Linked DNA regions of Zea mays: region 2 is linked to region 1. Evidence: chromatin contacts called from public Hi-C data. All regions are on one chromosome and are shown on one strand. Each heading gives the region's core, a stretch centred on a gene start, on an enhancer-like site or on the middle of the called end of the contact. The rest is flanking DNA. Distances are from core to core; before and after follow the strand shown.

Region 1 (4,616 bases), core at 962-3,461:
TCCATCATGCAATTTTTTTATGTTAGTTATTTATTATCTCATTTTATTTATATAAATAGTTCAAACAACACATGTAACCTAGCATGAAAAAAATCATGTAAGATGTTTTACCATAATAATTATTCAAGAAAATAATTGAAACACATATCCAAAATTTTATATTTAACATTTATTTAACTTTTAGGAAAATAGTTTTAATTTATAATTTTATTATAAAGACTCTTTAAATTTTAAATTTTTAGAGAATTTTCCTGAATCCTAAGAATAGAATTTTGGTGTGTTATAGCAGGGGCCGGTGTGACCACCGCTCGTCGAAATGGCATTACTTGTGAGAATAGAAAAACGATTCATTTGTGTGTTAACGGATGGTAAAGGTGGATAATTTTACCCTATTCATGAGTTGAAATTATTAATTCATGAAGTACCCTTTTAGGTACTGCACACTTAAGTTAGGAGAAAGAAACTTTATGCTTTGTATAAAGCAGAGTTGTTGAAGTTGATACTGTTTGGCTAGATGTTTATAAAGCTAAGTTGATTTTTGTGAAATGAAGGAGTATCAAACATCCCTAAGAGCAACTCCAAGAGCTATCTAAAAAATCGTTCCTCAAAACACCATATTGGGGGCTGTTGAAAAATAATTCCTCCAAAAAAACTATATCCACATCAGAATGCTAATAACTAGTCCCTTAAAATTTTAAACTCTTTGCTACTAGACGTTGCCTGTCATCAGTCTTTGCGCTTGCTGCCTTCGATTCTGCTGATAGATCACTTTTGCTCTATTGAGGCCTGGCCTGGCCTCTCTTCGCTAAGTTCCTGCTTGACAAGTTGACATCAAGCTAGTTTTATTTTGCAATGGTCTGTACTGCAGAATGTTCATTTAATCAGTTATGTTTAAACACGGGAGGCCAACTAATAAATTGATTTGTTGGAGTTGATTAGTAATGCAGTGGAGGAGTTTACAGAATTCTCGCCTTCTGCAACATCTATCATGGTTCTTTGAGTATTATTCATCATATATAAGTAGAATTGAAAATAGTAAAACAAAACAATAGCCGAGACACATAAAATAGTAATCGAAGAAGTCTAAACTAGGCGACAAGTCAGGCAAATGTTCATGAAAATGAAACCGTTGTCATCCACCAACACAGGCAAGTCCTTATCATTGCCTGCTCCTGCGTTTGCCCCATCAGCAGGAACCGCCACCACGAGGGAAGAACAAGGTACTTGATGAGCAGAGTGCAGTCCTAATCACTGTCTGCTCCTACGTTTTCCGTCGCAGCTGCATTCAAGCCCTTACCGCAACCTGCATGCATGTCGTCGCCGCCGGAGAGGAGCAAGAGGGAGCTAGTATGGGTGGTAGGTGCGGGTGGCGCACGCACCCGGCGATGACGGGTCGGAGGCAGAGGCACGCAGGGAGGGGAGCACACGATGGCGTTCGGGGCGTGCTTATTGAGGTCGGGCCGTCGGGGAGGATCTCGACGAGCGGACGCGTGATCCCGAACGGCGCCGCTGAAGTTTCTCTCACCGCCGCCGACGCGGGAACCAGCAGCTGATGCGCGCGCTCGGCGATTGGGGAAGAATCCGTCACACGCAAATTTACGAGAGGCAAGCCAGTCGATGCGGGATGCGAACAATATTAGGGCAAGAACAGGGAACTGTTGGAGGGCTTAAAATGAGTTTTTTTCCCTTAAAACGTTTTTAGTGTTAGTTTACGGGTTCTCTTGGAGATGCTCTAGGGGCGGATATAACCCTGACTCCCTAAGACGCTGGTTCGCTTTTCTAAGTACCTGAGACACTTAATAGACTTTGTGATATAACCCTGAGCCTCTAAACCATAAATGCAATTACAAAATAATATGCATGGAGGGTCGAAGCCTGTCTCTTATATTTTTTTATCTAACCCCTAAAAACTCCTAAAAATCTATATAACTAAATGGTTTTTTGAAAAAATAGAAATTTCTTAGAAAAATTGAGGTTAACGAAGTAGCTTTTAACGGGATATTGCCCTTGATAACCCGCACGTCCGTTCGGCATCCAGAGTTTCCAGACTCCACTTCAACAAGAAGACAAAAAGCGCAAAAGCTCGCACTACGAAATGCCCAGACTGCCCCCGAAAACCCGCACCAAAACGTCAAAACCCCACGTCTCCATGAGTCCATCAGTCCATGACCCATTGCTTCTCCTCCCCGCTCGCTCTCCCCCGCGCTGTACTTTCTCTTCGGCGAAAACCCCACAACCACCGACCAGAGATGGCCGCGGTGAAACCCCAACCCCATTTCTCGCCGCACGCCACCTTCTCCGCGCCCGATGCCGGACCTGCCGACACCGGTTTCGCCGTCTTCCGCCTCCTCCTGCCCTCGTCCTTCTCCGACGCCGACACCATGCGCCTCTACGCCGCCGTCAACCCGTTGCGCCGCCGCACTGCCACGCTGCAGGTCCGCGTCGAGCCCCTCGACCCCGCCTCCGCGGGCGGCCGTGTCGTCGCCGCCATAGTTGGCCCCACCGTCCCCGTCCGCCGCGTCGAGGCCTCGTCCTCGTCCGCGGAGCCCCTCGCGCTCTCGCCGGCGCAGGAGGCGCTAGTCGCCGTGATTGATACCGAGGGCGCGCTCTGCTGCGCAGTCGAGAAGGAGGCTCGCGGCAAGGCCCGTCCCGGGTGCATCACGTGCCTGCTCCTGGTCGATGCTGACCGGCTCGAAGCTTCGACCGGGAGAGGCGTCATGGAGAGGATCGCCCTGGAGGCCGGCGCCGACGTGCGCGTCGCGATGTGGGAGGAGGGCGCGCAGCCGCCACGGGGGCAGCCGCTTGAGGAGGTTGTCGAGGTATACTGGCTATTTTCTCTTCTACAATTCTCTTAAGCTGTTGGTTGTACGTGCTACACTTGAATACTTGATACTTACTAATCGTTCAAAAAAAAAACTCGACCCGGGGTGCATAGATAGAAGGTCACAGCGAACGGTCCCGACCGATCCCGACCGAGAAACCCCCTAACCCTGCCATCCTGTCACTAACGGGGTGACTCACAGGCTGCCCACACAGCAAAGGCACCCAGGCCGACGTTGCCACAGCCGAGTCGCTCCCCCGAGAGCGAGCGAGAACAGCGAGGGGATTTTTATTTGTGAGAAATCAGGGGTCGAACCCCCGGGGGACCTCGCCGGCTCGCCGCCTTCACCACCCGGGATAAGCCCGGCCCTCGATACTTCCTAATTGTTATTGTGCACTGTGCATTGCAAATGCTCTTTTTTTGGGGACGTGCGGATTACGATTGCATACTGTACGTGAACTCACGCGTTTGGACTAGTGCACTGTCATGGAAAAATGATTGAACGTCTTTGTTTACATGGACATAGGAGTCCTAACTATAATTTAACAACGTAGAAAAGTGCAACTTATTTAAAGGTGCAGCTTGCTCTTTGCTGCCGTATGAGTAGGTATAGTTGTTTGTTGCTACGCACCATACCTACCTTTATGGATGATTTTCACGCAAGCTTGCACAATGTGAAGTCCAAAACACAAAGGTATTGTGCATCGAAGCTAACAATACTCTTGAGATTCTTTTGGATTTGACATGCTGTGCACTTTTTCCAGTGTAATATTATTTTGTTGAACTGGATCCATTTTGTTCTCATTGCATCATTTTAGTTATGCATTACCAGGTCGTGGGGTCGAAGCAGCCTCTCCGCTTTTGCACGGAAAGGCTTGCCTCGGTTTATTCCTTCCTCAGCCACTGGGTCTGTCCCTGCCACTGGGTCTGTCCCTTTATTGTTTCAGTGTTGCATTCATAGCATCTGGAGGTGCATCATGAGTCCATTTCTGTCTTTGTTTCCATGTTGGAAGAAAATATGAGTAACTTATAGGATACTATAGGTCTATAATATCTAGCCCAATGAATCACATATAACAAAACTTTGTTCTTGTATCACCTAATACACTGTAGCAATGAATAATCTACTTGGTTTCTGATTCATTTGCTGCAAAACGAAATTATGCAATATGCATAAAATGGCTTGCTAAATAATCAGGGACTCCCATTGAACTTTTTTGTTTGAAAGGTCTATTCTGTGGAGTTTCAATTCGATCATATGAAACTCAGAAAATGCTTAATTACCATGAAAGTTTATTGCTGTGATTTGCTACTCAACAGTTTCAGTTGATGTTTCTTATTATTTTTCAGATAACTGGAGATAGAACAGCTGTAAGGAAAGCTCTAGTTGCTTTGTCTAGCTTTCTTCAAGGTGACCTTCCAATCGGTAACTCAACAACTTATGTTAAGAAAGAAGGTTCAATACTCCCATGGGCATCTTCAGAAGTACCTGGGCCTAATATGGGGGCTTCGTGCTCAGAGGCATCCACAGAGTTTGCACAAGGCAGTGTTGCTAAGACTCATTGTCCAGAAGGTAATACAGGAGATGCTCAAAGTAAAACTCTTCAGCAAGTTTCATTCAGGCTTCTCTTGCCTACCTATCTTGCTGGAGGTTTGATTGGCAAGAAGGGCTTGATTATCAAAGGCATTGAAGTTGAAACTGGTGCTTGTATTGATGTTGGTGCACCTGTCGCTGGTTGCAAGGAACGTGTAATAACAATTTGCGCCCTAGAGGTTTGAATTTGAACACAAAAGG
Region 2 (4,616 bases), core at 854-3,353, 670 kb before region 1:
TTAGTACTAGAACCATATTTTTCACGAGTGGAACAAACTAAAGTATAACATGGAAGAAGGGGGGGGGGGATAATCAACTCAACTAAACACATTGTTGCGCTGGATATACTTTGCATCAGTAGTACGGACAAACATATATATCGGCTATAACAGAAGGGAATTCTCACTCAAAAAAACACAACAGCCAGAGGCTTTTTTTATAGGAGACTGACTTTCTCTACTCCTCTAAAGCATCAATTCCGTGTGTTGTGCGTCCTATGTCTATCCCCCCGCCGGCCACATCTCATCTACCAATGGGTCATTACAGCATAGTTGGGTCATGAGAAACTATATTCAAACCCAACACAACAGTAAACCACATATATACAGTGCAACGCTCCCATATAGTACTACCTTGCTAGTTGAAGGACAAGCGACCGAGCGACCTATAAAAAAGAGGTGGAGCTCATTTTCAACTTATATATTTCTCGGCCTTTTGACTAAGATAAGGTGTAATATTTGTTTTTATCAATTTAATATCTAATATGTAGACTATATGTTCACTTTAATATTAAATTTATTTTTTATAGATATCAAATATGATTTTGTGTTGTCGCAACGTACAAACATTGTATTAGTGGTTCTGTACGTCACGGTTACAGATAGTGCTGGACAAAATACTCGTGACTTGTCGGCTCGCTCGGTTCATGGTCAGTTCAGCTCGTTTGAATGTTTTCACGAGCTGAGCTAACATCCTAGCTCAGTTTATTAACAAGCCAGCTCGCGAGCTCAACGAACTATCACACTTTAGTAAAACGAAACAATATGCATATCATTTACGCTTGAAATTGTTGAACATGCTATACGTATGTGCGGTGCCTATGGATTATGAATTAAACTAATGATTGACGAACCGTATCTATGTGTTAAATTGGTCTGTGCGACTGTGACTATGGGTTAAAGTGATAAACATGTGTGTGGATTATGAATTGGTGATGAATTGATGAGTGATGAGTTATGTTAATTTGGTGTTGCATTGATGTGGTATGTGAAACTATGAGTATAATTATCATTTACTATAGTTAAATTAGTTTAGAATTAATTAAAAATTAATTATATATATATATATATATTGTTTTTTCTGTTGTGGCTCACGAGCTAGCTTAAGTTCGTAAACGAGTCAAGCTAGCTCGATATCTAGCCCTAGTTACAGACTCTTACTAGGGAGGCTGAAACAACCACGATATAATGCAAACACAAAGCAGAGGTTGAACAAACTTTTATGGATATAAGAGGGTATAAGGTTGTGTTCGGTGGATCGTGTAAAATAGGGATACGGTATGGTAATGTAGATGATACTATTTGATACTGGTTATAGAGTGAAGTTTGAAATAGAGGTATCAGATAGGGGATGTGATAGGAGAGCTGCTGAAGACGGTGTTACACTTGACAGTCATATAACCAACGATACAAACAAATTATCGACAGATCGATGGTTGTTTCTGTGTAAGCCTGGCAAAAGTAAAGTCATAAGTGTTAGATAGATGATTAGGATGCCTTAAGATCGTCCATGCCCACGCTGGCCTGCAAGTAGACACAGGTGTATATCTTAAAAAAACTTGACCTTCAGAAAATTTCTTGTTGGTTACACAAACTGTAGTGTATTCCGGGCTCAACTTACCAGAAACCTGTGGTTCTCTGCAGAACTTACTTGTCAATATCAGCGTTGATGCGCCTGAACCACGCTGATGATCTCCATGAACTTGTTCGTCCTGTCCGGTGCAAGCTTCATGTTCATGGCAAGCTGAGATTGCAAACAAGTATGGAGGAGCTTAGAGTTAGACAAGGAGTAGTACGTACCGAAAAGCTCGAAGTGGCCAACCCAACCAGCCGTGCCATCTCTTCAGTGTCCTGCTGTAAGCGTCACCGCAAGCCTGCGGCCGACATGTGCCAGTGCCAGTCTCTGGATGCTGTGCCAAGTTGTGGAACAGCGTAACCAACAAGTCGTCCATATGGCTCTGTCGGCAACCAGCGGTCCCCTCCAACGGGCCGGGCCGGGCCGGGCCGGATGGAGGATCGTGGTGGTAGATTTATAGCGAGAGGAAAAAGGGATGTGACGGTATATGTCTCTCACCGGCCTCTCGTTTGAAGCACGCATGGGCTGATGATATATGGGCATGCATGGAAGCCAAGTAGATATGATTATCATCTCGTTCGTAATCTTCATCGGAATAATAATAATGGCATTAGTACTTTGGAATCTCCTCTCTCTCTCTCTCTTTTTTCAGCGGAAAAGGGAGAATGATCATGGCAGGAGAGCAAACAGCATCAATATTACTGTTGGTCATCAAACTCCCCCACGCATGCAGATTCTTCCTGGCCGGACCCTACTACTACAGAGCCCAGAGACCCACAAGTAAAACGACTAGCCAATAATTAAACACCAACGTGCTCTGACGACACACGGGGCCAATCAGATTGATGGTCAGTTTTGGTGGTGGCCAAGTAGTGGTCGCCCAAATCAGGCAGCAGCTAGCGCGCTGCATGCGCCGATCCAGACCAACACCGACAGCGTGTCCGTCCGTCTGTGTGTGTGTGGTACGTACGTGCAATCTATCATTGTGGAGGAGATTGCCGCGTGGTTTGTCTCTTTGCTCCATGCTGGTAACTATATTTATAATCGTATAGGAGTATATCATCACCACCGTTAATAAGCTAGCCGTCCGTCTCCTCGCCGCGCTTAGGCCTTGTTCGTTTGTGCCGGATTGGTAAATCGGAACGATTCTTAATCGGATTGTTTCTCTAATTTATATAAACTTTGATTAGCTAGAACGATTACGGGTGCAATCTGACACAAACGAACAAGACATTATACTACACGCTTGCACCTAGGTAGCCTACAACCTTAAACCTCGGGGATCGAGATCTAGATCGACCTTGGCAATCGTTTGAGCGCCAAGCAGCCTAGATTCCAAAACCCCGCCGGCAAACATGGTGAGAGTAACACCAAGAGCAAGCACATAAGGACGGAGGGGAAGTAGATGGATGACGTGGGGAACCTTCCTGGCAACACGCAACATAGGAAGGACGCTGAATTGCTAATTGCCACCTAGAGCTAGTGGAACCCAAGGATCCCTTGGTTGGTTCCGCTGTCACATGCATCCTTCTCCAAGGTCCTAGCTAATACTAACTCAATTGTTCTCGAATATTTATCATCGACTTGTTTATTTTTGAACTAGAACACGACAAATAAAAAAAGGGAGATAGTGTATTCTTTTTTAAAAAAAGGTTACGTGTGCTGCTGAATTTTAGCAACATGTCTTAGATGGTGTCATTATAATTTATTTGGAACAAAAGGCTTCGTTTCTTATCGTCGCCATTGTGGGCCTTAATTAGCTTGTGCTTGTTAGACTCACATGACATTGTGGGCCTTAATTAGCTTGTGCTTGTTAGACTCTGGTAGCTACTACCATGATCTTTCTTAGAGGCTTTGGGGGTAGACCTAAGAAAATTAACTAGGCTTGGCTTAGCAAGGGTTTTGACTTTCGAGATAGAGAGGTTTAGCTAAGCTACCTAGATTCTGTTTCTTTTTCCCCCTCCGCGTGAGCCTAACCCGAAATACTACTATTTTTTATTTGTTTTTACTCACAGATGCTCCATGCATGTAGGTTCAGACCTGTCTAAAATGTTACACTTCAATCTGTCTACACTATGTGTGGCTCGTCTGATCGTAATTGTCCATATATTTATATAGGTCTCAATAATGTCTGGTTATGGCCATGGCATTTGCATCTCAAAATTATTGTCCGGTCGATTCAGTGTCTTTCTCCTCGAGTTCCGTGATTCGGTCACCTAGGGCCGTTTAGGATATGGGATCGGAATTTTTACATGAATCATATAGACATTAAAATTTTAGGACCAGTGAGACGGTCACATGGGATAAATAGGAGTCACTATAATTCTCTTTCGGGAACAGTATCATGACTTGATTCCCAAATCTCACACGAACCCCTACTAGACACGAGAGCGAAACTGAGTAGTACGGTAATATTCAGTTCAGTGTCAACTGAAAGTACACCAAAATGCTACACAAGAACCAATCCAGTTTCCTGTAAAATCTCAGTCAAAATTGCAAGGAAGAAGCGGGCACCAAAATTGAGGCGGAGTCGCCTCAAACTTTGCAGACAGTTTGCGCGAAGGGTAATAGGTCTATTCATGAAGTATGATAATTAACAACTCAAAAATCCATGCGCAGATGCAAAATCCCGATAGTGATGGGGTTTTGCTAGGGTTTTCTCAAACGAACTCAACTCGGATCACAGCCAAGAACTACACCACCTATGTGTATGCAGTGATACAAAGAGTTTATCTCCCCATAAATCAATCCCTGGCAGCACCCGTACCACAAGAACTCGAAGGTTCTCCACAAATCCACAAGAGGAGAGAAGGGAAGAACACAAGACAAACTGAGTTTGTGATTCAACGAAACCTGTGGGTGGAACCAGCCACCCTTACTCGGATTACACGGTGAACATTACACCGATGCGGTTCAAAACTATCTGTGGATCTCTGGCAGGAGCAAAACTAGACAGAAAACCAATGCTCTCTCTCTCTCACAAGTGGAAGTATAAACCAGT

Evidence for each region. Hi-C and Micro-C count contacts between places; a contact is called where the count stands out from the background.
Region 2: a contact with region 1 is called in a Hi-C map of ear, with 2.7 times the contacts expected there. The contact joins the promoter of LOC103632279 here to the promoter of LOC100501627 in region 1. A contact is called at or near these places in 2 of 25 Hi-C or Micro-C datasets (ear and endosperm).

What each region holds. Positions count from the first base shown.
Region 1 is chr7:40,795,441-40,800,056 of Zm-B73-REFERENCE-NAM-5.0, reverse strand. It overlaps LOC100501627, which reads left to right and starts at 2,211. Exons shown (of 7, transcript NM_001196310.1): 1 at 2,211-2,819; 2 at 4,172-4,594. The coding sequence starts at 2,250.
Region 2 is chr7:41,463,175-41,467,790 of Zm-B73-REFERENCE-NAM-5.0, reverse strand. It overlaps LOC103632279, which reads right to left and starts at 2,103. Exons shown (of 3, transcript XR_555795.2): 1 at 1,840-2,103; 2 at 1,691-1,751. It overlaps LOC111589873 (U2 spliceosomal RNA), which reads left to right and starts at 463; the gene lies at 463-658.